Linked DNA regions of Mus musculus: region 1 is linked to region 2. The links are chromatin contacts, called in public HiChIP or PLAC-seq maps. All regions are on one chromosome and are shown on one strand. Each heading gives the region's core, a stretch centred on a gene start, on an enhancer-like site or on the middle of the called end of the contact. The rest is flanking DNA. Distances are from core to core; before and after follow the strand shown. Region 1 overlaps Lmo7 (LIM domain only 7). Region 2 overlaps Lmo7 (LIM domain only 7).

What was found. HiChIP or PLAC-seq counts read pairs in DNA pulled down with a chosen protein or histone mark.
Region 1: a KLF4 HiChIP or PLAC-seq map of embryonic fibroblasts shows a contact between it and region 2, with 15 read pairs. The contact joins two enhancer-like sites. A contact is called at or near these places in 12 of 484 Hi-C or Micro-C datasets (the 3T3-L1 cell line, the C2C12 cell line, MC3T3-E1-derived osteoblasts and 5 more), 5 of 115 datasets of contacts at active chromatin or transcription factors (embryonic fibroblasts, embryonic stem cells, extraembryonic endoderm stem cells and 2 more) and 2 of 9 other capture datasets (adipose tissue and pancreatic islet).

The regions. Positions count from the first base shown.
Region 1 is chr14:101,877,720-101,880,939 of GRCm38.p6, reverse strand. Lmo7 (LIM domain only 7) reads right to left here. Exons shown (of 31, transcript NM_201529.2): 7 at 1-137. Among named protein-coding and RNA genes, the nearest start is that of Lmo7, 150 kb to the right of the region's middle. Within about 2 kb of position 1,684, at least 79 of the 459 cell types and tissues checked have an H3K27ac peak or open chromatin away from gene starts, as enhancers often do. A contact at or near this core is called in the C2C12 cell line, adipose-derived mesenchymal stem cells, embryonic fibroblasts and 2 more, where this site is marked.
Region 2 is chr14:101,802,854-101,806,563 of GRCm38.p6, reverse strand. The region is part of intron 2 of Lmo7 (LIM domain only 7); the gene reads right to left. Among named protein-coding and RNA genes, the nearest start is that of Lmo7, 75 kb to the right of the region's middle. Within about 2 kb of position 1,488, at least 85 of the 459 cell types and tissues checked have an H3K27ac peak or open chromatin away from gene starts, as enhancers often do. A contact at or near this core is called in the C2C12 cell line, adipose-derived mesenchymal stem cells, embryonic fibroblasts and 2 more, where this site is marked.

The sequences.
Region 1 (3,220 bases), core at 435-2,934, 74 kb before region 2:
GAGTCCAAGCTCTCAAAGGAATCTTCCCTTCTGTGGCTACCTGGAGGGGCAGGAAATTCTCCTCTGTCAGGACACCAGATGTCCCCGTAGCCACTGTCCCGGCCACTTCTTTTCAGGCAGCTGGAATCTTCAAGTGCCTGAAGGAAACATGGTACAAAGATCAGAAAATGGACATGAAGTTGCAGGGATGCAAAAGCTCTGATTAATAAGAAGGGTAAGTTGACAGGGTTTTCCTGTTCACCAAAAGAAGAAGAAAACAAAACCCATGAAAAGTATATCTTTTTTTTCTCCACAAACTGTATAATAAGGGGGTATTCGAAATTTCATATAATAAGAAAATACCTAAAATTATTAACAAAGTTGTATAACCAAAACATAAGATGAAAATACTAATAAAACAAAATTACAGTAGCCTTGAAATGCTGGTCAGTGGTGTGTGTGGGGGGGGGGTGTAGAGAGAGAGGAGATAGACAGAGAATGGGAGGGGGGATGAAAGAAATCAAAGAAAAATATTTTAATGTTGACACCTCAAAGGTAGACAAATCTTTAGGATGTCTTATTCTCTCCAGGAAATATCTGGGGTGCTTTGTGTTAAACATAAGTTAAGAATGACATTTTATAACCCCATCAACCGTCAAAAAAAGAAAAAAAAAGAATTTTGTTATTATAAAGATCAGTGAGTATGTACATTACAGAATTTATTTATTTTTACTCATTATAAAACCTAGATATAAGATGCTGGCAATCAGGCCTCCTAAAGGCATATTAAAATTAACTGGTGTGTGTGTGTGTGTGTGTGTGTGTGTGTGTGTGTGTGTGTGTGTGCGCGCGCGCGCGCACGCACGCTCGTGAGTGTGTCTTTCATTCTCACACAACCTTCCAGAAGCACAAAGTGATTTAACTAATCACAGCTACAGAATCATTGATTAAATCATGTTTTAACTTTTAAAAAATAGTTGAGAGACCATTAGGAAAAAGATTCAATATTAAATGACAATGGATATTGATGAGCTTTTTAGAGTACAAATTAAAGCTAGACAGAGAAACATTTTTACTTTTTAAGAAATAGACACTGAGAACATAAGATTGAGGTGTGTTACCTGAATTCATCTTCAAATGGTTAAGTAAAAGCAGGTAGATGAGCAGACAGTATTAGAAACAGCCAAAATGGAAACACGATGTCAGACAATAATGATGTGATGTTTGTAAGTGTTATTATTGCCTTAACATTTATCATAATACTTTCAACATGTGAAAGAAAGTTGGCAAGTGCTTGGAACAAATAACTAGCAGCTGTTTCAAGCAGACTTCTGCTTAAATCAGATCCTTCAGTTCCTGAGTCAATTGTCTGACGAGTGTTTGAAGTGCCAAGAATGGCCAGTAAAGAGATTTCACTCCACCATTGTTAATCTTAACGTCCTGGTGTGAACATGGCCAGGGACTACCTTCCTCCTGCTGTTACCAAGCTTAGCCAGCAGGCTCTGTCTCAGGCTATGAGACTGACATTTTAAAGTCAGTCTTTAGATGCATCAGGCTTTTCAAACACACATAACTCCATACTTTTGGAAACATCAGTGTAAATCACAAATGACTTCTGATCTTATAAATGTTAAAGTGACTGATTAGTAACTATGTGACCGTTGTAAATCGCCCAGTCTGTCCCAGCAGCCTAAGGACTTCACCCTGATAGGTCCCCCACAAATGAGTCATCTGCAAATTACAATCTGACTCAAATACAACAGCTCTTAGTGAGTGTGGTTTCATTGCGATTTCCGGTTGGCATTATCACTGTCAGGGAACTGGGAAAGTACAGTCGACCACATCATGCCTTACATTTTAAAAGAACTGATACCAAACAAATGATAGATTGGCATGCCTCTCCTGTCTATTCTCACCAGGTAATGGGATAATAGAACTACAACCACAGTCTTATCTACAAAAAAAAAAAAAAAAAAGTCTTCTGACCACACTGACTCTGACATCGGTGAGCGCAAACATCCTTTAAAGAGGCACAGACTGCGCTGAAATCACTCATCCTGAGTCAGTGCCATAAAAAGTGAGGAAGGCTGTAAAGAACACTAGTCCACAATTCCATGTCCCTTGAACCTTCTAACTGCATACGTCCTTAGTTCAAATGACTGGGAAGCCAGGTTTCCCTTGTACCCAAAACAACTTGCAATTACCCCACCAGAGCTTTACTCTCCCCCACAGCAAGGACCGATGTGCTCTCCAGTCTCAGACAATTATGCTCTCTGGTAAATGAGTCATTCTCCAACTTCTAGCACAATCTGTGTAAATGGCAATATCTCAACTACTAACTCAGTTACCTCATGCAAAAAGTGTTGAGTCCAGAACTACTCTTCTGTGTTCCTGTACACATGCAGCACACAGGTGTGGGTGCACATATGTGTGCGAGTGTTCAAGCACATGCAGGGATATGTGTGCAGAGGCCAGAGGCCAATCTCCAGTATTGTTTTTTAAGAGATGTCCACCTGGCGTTTGTTTGATTGTTTTATGGTTCTTGAGACCAAAACAGGATATCTTGTTCGTCAGGAGTTAGCCTAGCAGGTTATACTGGCTGGCCAGGGCCCAGGAATCCTACTGTCTTAGCCTCCCCAGTGCTGGGCTAACATATGCATATCACCACACTCCACATTATTGCATGAATTTGAGGGATCAGACTCATTCCCACCCTTGCATGGCAAGCATTGAACCAACTGAGTTTCTGCCCAGACCTAAAGGGCTACCAATTTCTTACAATAGAAAAACAAAAACAAAAAATAACAACGAAACTTTATAACCCTATTTTTTTGTAATGCACCAGGGTAGCTAAATGCAGGAAAAGTATTTTGAAAAACATGGATAGATAGATAGAGCAGAAGGCAATTATTCTCATCATGATGAAATATTCCTCTATTCTAATCATAGTTAGAATAGAAACATAGCTAGTTGCATGAATTTCATCCTCACAATGTGTCAGAAACAAATGCTAAATATCTTTCTTGTTTAATGTCACCAGAGAACTCTCACAAAGCAAGCACTACTTCATAAATGGTATTTTATCATTTTGAGCATTTATTTTCTCTCAATTCTTATAAAATACTCTGGATGAATAGTTCCACAGAGAAATTAGTTTTTCCACTAGGGCTCTATAAATACAGATTTTTTACAGAAAAATCAGTATATTTTGCTCTCAGCACTTGGTCCTTCTCAAATAGTC
Region 2 (3,710 bases), core at 239-2,738:
TAATGCAAGCTTGGGTAATTAATCATTAATCGCTGTCACAGAGCAGTATTTTGAAATAGTGAAAAAAAAATTCTATTTAACAATTCATCCCCCAAGCAAGCAATTCTTTACTCTGTGATGAGGTCCAACAGCAAAACAAAGAAGGAAATGCAAATAAAATCATCTGCTTCCCTGGTATCTCCTTTGCAATGGACACTTATTGTGGAAGGGTGGGGGGTGGGGGTGTCCTATGGAATGTCACTCCTCCTACATTCCAGAGATTTCTATATACATCCGAGTATGCTAAGAATAAGAATGAGAATAAAAAAAAAAGACAAAAAGTCTCAACTTAATAGCCTTCAGAATGTTGCTCGACGGGATTCAGAATTACGGAACACTGGCTTATGAAGATTGAGCCTGGCAAACAAAAGTTGCTTTTCTGTTTTCATAGCCTGTTCACATAAAGATCTGTAGACAACTTAGTTGCAGATACAGCCACCCCCTTGGCTTTGGGGCCGGGTGTCTGGGAATGGAGCTCAAGGCCTCAAGTGTGCTAGGGGAGAACTTTACTCTGGAGCTATACTGCAGCCCCAACCCCTCAGCGTTAAGTCAGCCCCTCAGCTGGGACTCTGTGAGTCCTAACTTCTGAAGTGTGCATTGTGAGCCATTTAAGAAGCCTCTTTCCTTCTCTGACCACACCACTTTCCTTCATTCAACAACTGAGGAGCTAGAAAATAATTAAACAGACTAATAACAAATGGCAACTATATATTAATCCCTCGAGTTTCCCCCTCTTGACTGACTGCTTCCATAACACTGGTATTTCTGCATTTCTATGGCTGTCGGCAGTGCCTAGGAGAGCTAATACATGACACATTGCTTGACAACAACACAATTCTGACATAGTCATTCAAACAATCTCTACGGTTAGTTATTCGCCACTCCCTTGACAGTGGTAATTTTTTTTAGTGTAGTGTTTTCCTGAGACTGTAATCTTTCAATGACATAACGTTGAAGCTAATATGAACAGGAGTCACATAGCATCTCGGGAAAGGCTAAGCACCGTTGTCCTTTCAGAGGGAAGGGTCATAAACCCCTGCCTCACCCACTGAGTCACTGGTGACCTGGTCTCTGTTTACACGTTGACACGATTTATCACTTCTGACATATAGTGTCAGTAATTTCAAGAGCATTTTCTATTCAGTTTCTGGAATGAACAATCAAACAGATGACTGTCAGTGAACAAAGGGGCAGGGTAAGTAAACAGCTAAGACAGATACCTTGTGGTAAATTAACCAACTCCTCCCCCATTGGCAGATCTGGCCTGAGGGATGACTTAGAGAGGATATATACACAATGGATTAGCCTCCCCTTCCCACTCCTCAACCTTCTTGTACATGTGCAAACACGGAACTACTCCCAAGGAAAAATCCAGCACTCTGGAGAGCACACACTCACTCTCGAAAACTCTGAGTCACTGGAGGAAAATGCTGTTTTATTTCATCCATCACAAGGCTCACAGTTATAAACACTAGGCTGAGGAGGAAATGAGCATACAGTTGTGACAAATACCGAGCATGTAAATCACTTGGTGAGTTATGAATTATGATTCTCAAGGAAGAACTCTGAGGATATTCTCTTGCAAGGATAAAAAAAAATGTTCTGTGAGATCTAAAAATAATTCCATGAATTTAAGCACACTTAATGGAATACAGGCAGGGCCTCAAGTTAAAGGAAATTCAAGTACCCATGTATGGAAATGCTCTCTTTTACAAACAGAAATGCTTTGCATAGTACGTGGTCTTGAATTTCACATGTGGACTTTCTAAAGGGACACTGACTTCAGGTCACTGGCTCTGAAGCAAGAATCAGATTACAGGATAAACTTCCAGATGCTCCCATGGCCTGTGTTCTTGGCCTGCAACCCTCTGTTCCATCCCTCCAGCCCAGTAGAATTATATCTTTATCCCTCTCAAGCCTTCCCTTCTATGGAGGAACAAACATAATTACTGCTTGCTTAGCACATCAGAGGGTTGTTCTTTTGGGAAGGATTAAAACTAGAACACAAAATAACTTGGGGTACTCTCACGGTTACCTAAGTAATTTTCTCAGCTTCTCCACTGCTATGGTCTGAGTGTTTGTGACTCTCCTAAAACTCCCATAGTTCAAGTAGAGGGCAGGGCCCTATGGGAGGTGGCAAGATCATGACTCTGAACCTCCTGAATGCAACTAGTGCCTTCAGTCAATAGGCCTTGCCCTTCTACTATGGGAAGTTGTGGTGACAAAGTAGCACTTATAAAGGACAAGACGTTAACTTATAAAGGAAGTGGGCCCTTACCAGACACCCAGTCTGCAGCGGCCTTGAGCTTGGACTTCCTAGGCCCCAGCACTGAGAGAAATAACTTCCTGCTATATGCAAGCTACTCATGTTCCGGTACTTGTTACTGTAGCCCAAATGGACTAAGCTCTGTCTCAAGATGCCTACATTTCCTCCTTCATCCCTTGCTATTATCTATCCCTCCCCACTGTCCCCCTCCCCACAAAGGACTGTCCTTAGAATTACACTAGAACATTGGCTTCTTTCACAGATCTTTCTCTCTGTAGATATATCCTGACTTCCCTACTTAGGTGTGACACACAGAAAGCCATCTATAAAACTTAACATGGCTCAGACATGAAAGGTTTTAAGAACTTGAATTGACATTCTACTGTTGGCTAATCTTAAAAAAAAAAGAAAAAAAAAAGTTCTATCAAACTTCATTTTCCCCCTTGATCAGAAAGCTCTTTATCCAAAGTACAAAATTCTGGGATATCTTTTTTACTTCCTGTCTTCAAAGATTAAAAAAAAAAATTAAAGCCATTCATGGAAGAATGTATTGATACATGGAAGGGATTGGTGACCTATGGGTTATCTTATTAGCCATCCACTCAAGAAGCACATTTCTCACGTTAGTTGTTACAGTTTGTACCAATGTTGTTCTAACAGCATAGATGCAAATGTGTATCTTTCACATCACTTTTATGATTAGGTCTACTGTTTTTAATTTTTATGATTATTTTAATTTTTATGATTACTAAGACAAGGTTCCATGTAGCTCACTCAGACTGACCTCGAACTTGCTCTGCACACCCATGGGTGACTTTACTCTTCTGATTCCCTGATTTGTCAGCCCACCTGGATGAAGCAGTGCATGGGACTGAACTCAGACATTCATGCAGAAAAGATGAGCACTCTATTCATTAAGCTATTATCTCCATGCCACATTTTGTTTTAAAACGGCACAGTACCACTCGGGAGGCAGAGGCAGGCGGATTTCTGAGTTCGAGGCCAGCCTGGTCTACAAAGTGAGTTCCAGGACATCCAGGACTACACAGAGAAACCCTGTCTCAGAAAACCCAAAAAAAAAAAAAAAAAAAAAAGAAGGCACAGTAACGATACCTAACTGAAGACTAACTGAAGACACTAATATCTTTTGTTGCTTGCTTGACTGACTGACTGTCACTGATAGAGTATTGCTTTATTTGCTTACTTTTATTCCAGACAGGAATTCTGCTCATTAAACATTTGAATGCTTACTAAAGACAGCCCTGGGCAGGGCTTGGCCACAGAGCAAGCACATAAGTATGAATGATTAGAGCAAAGCCCTGAAATCCATCTGGTGTGTGTGTGTGTGTGTGTGTGTGTGTGTGTGTGTGTGTACACATATTTGGTTCCTGCAACATTTTCAAAA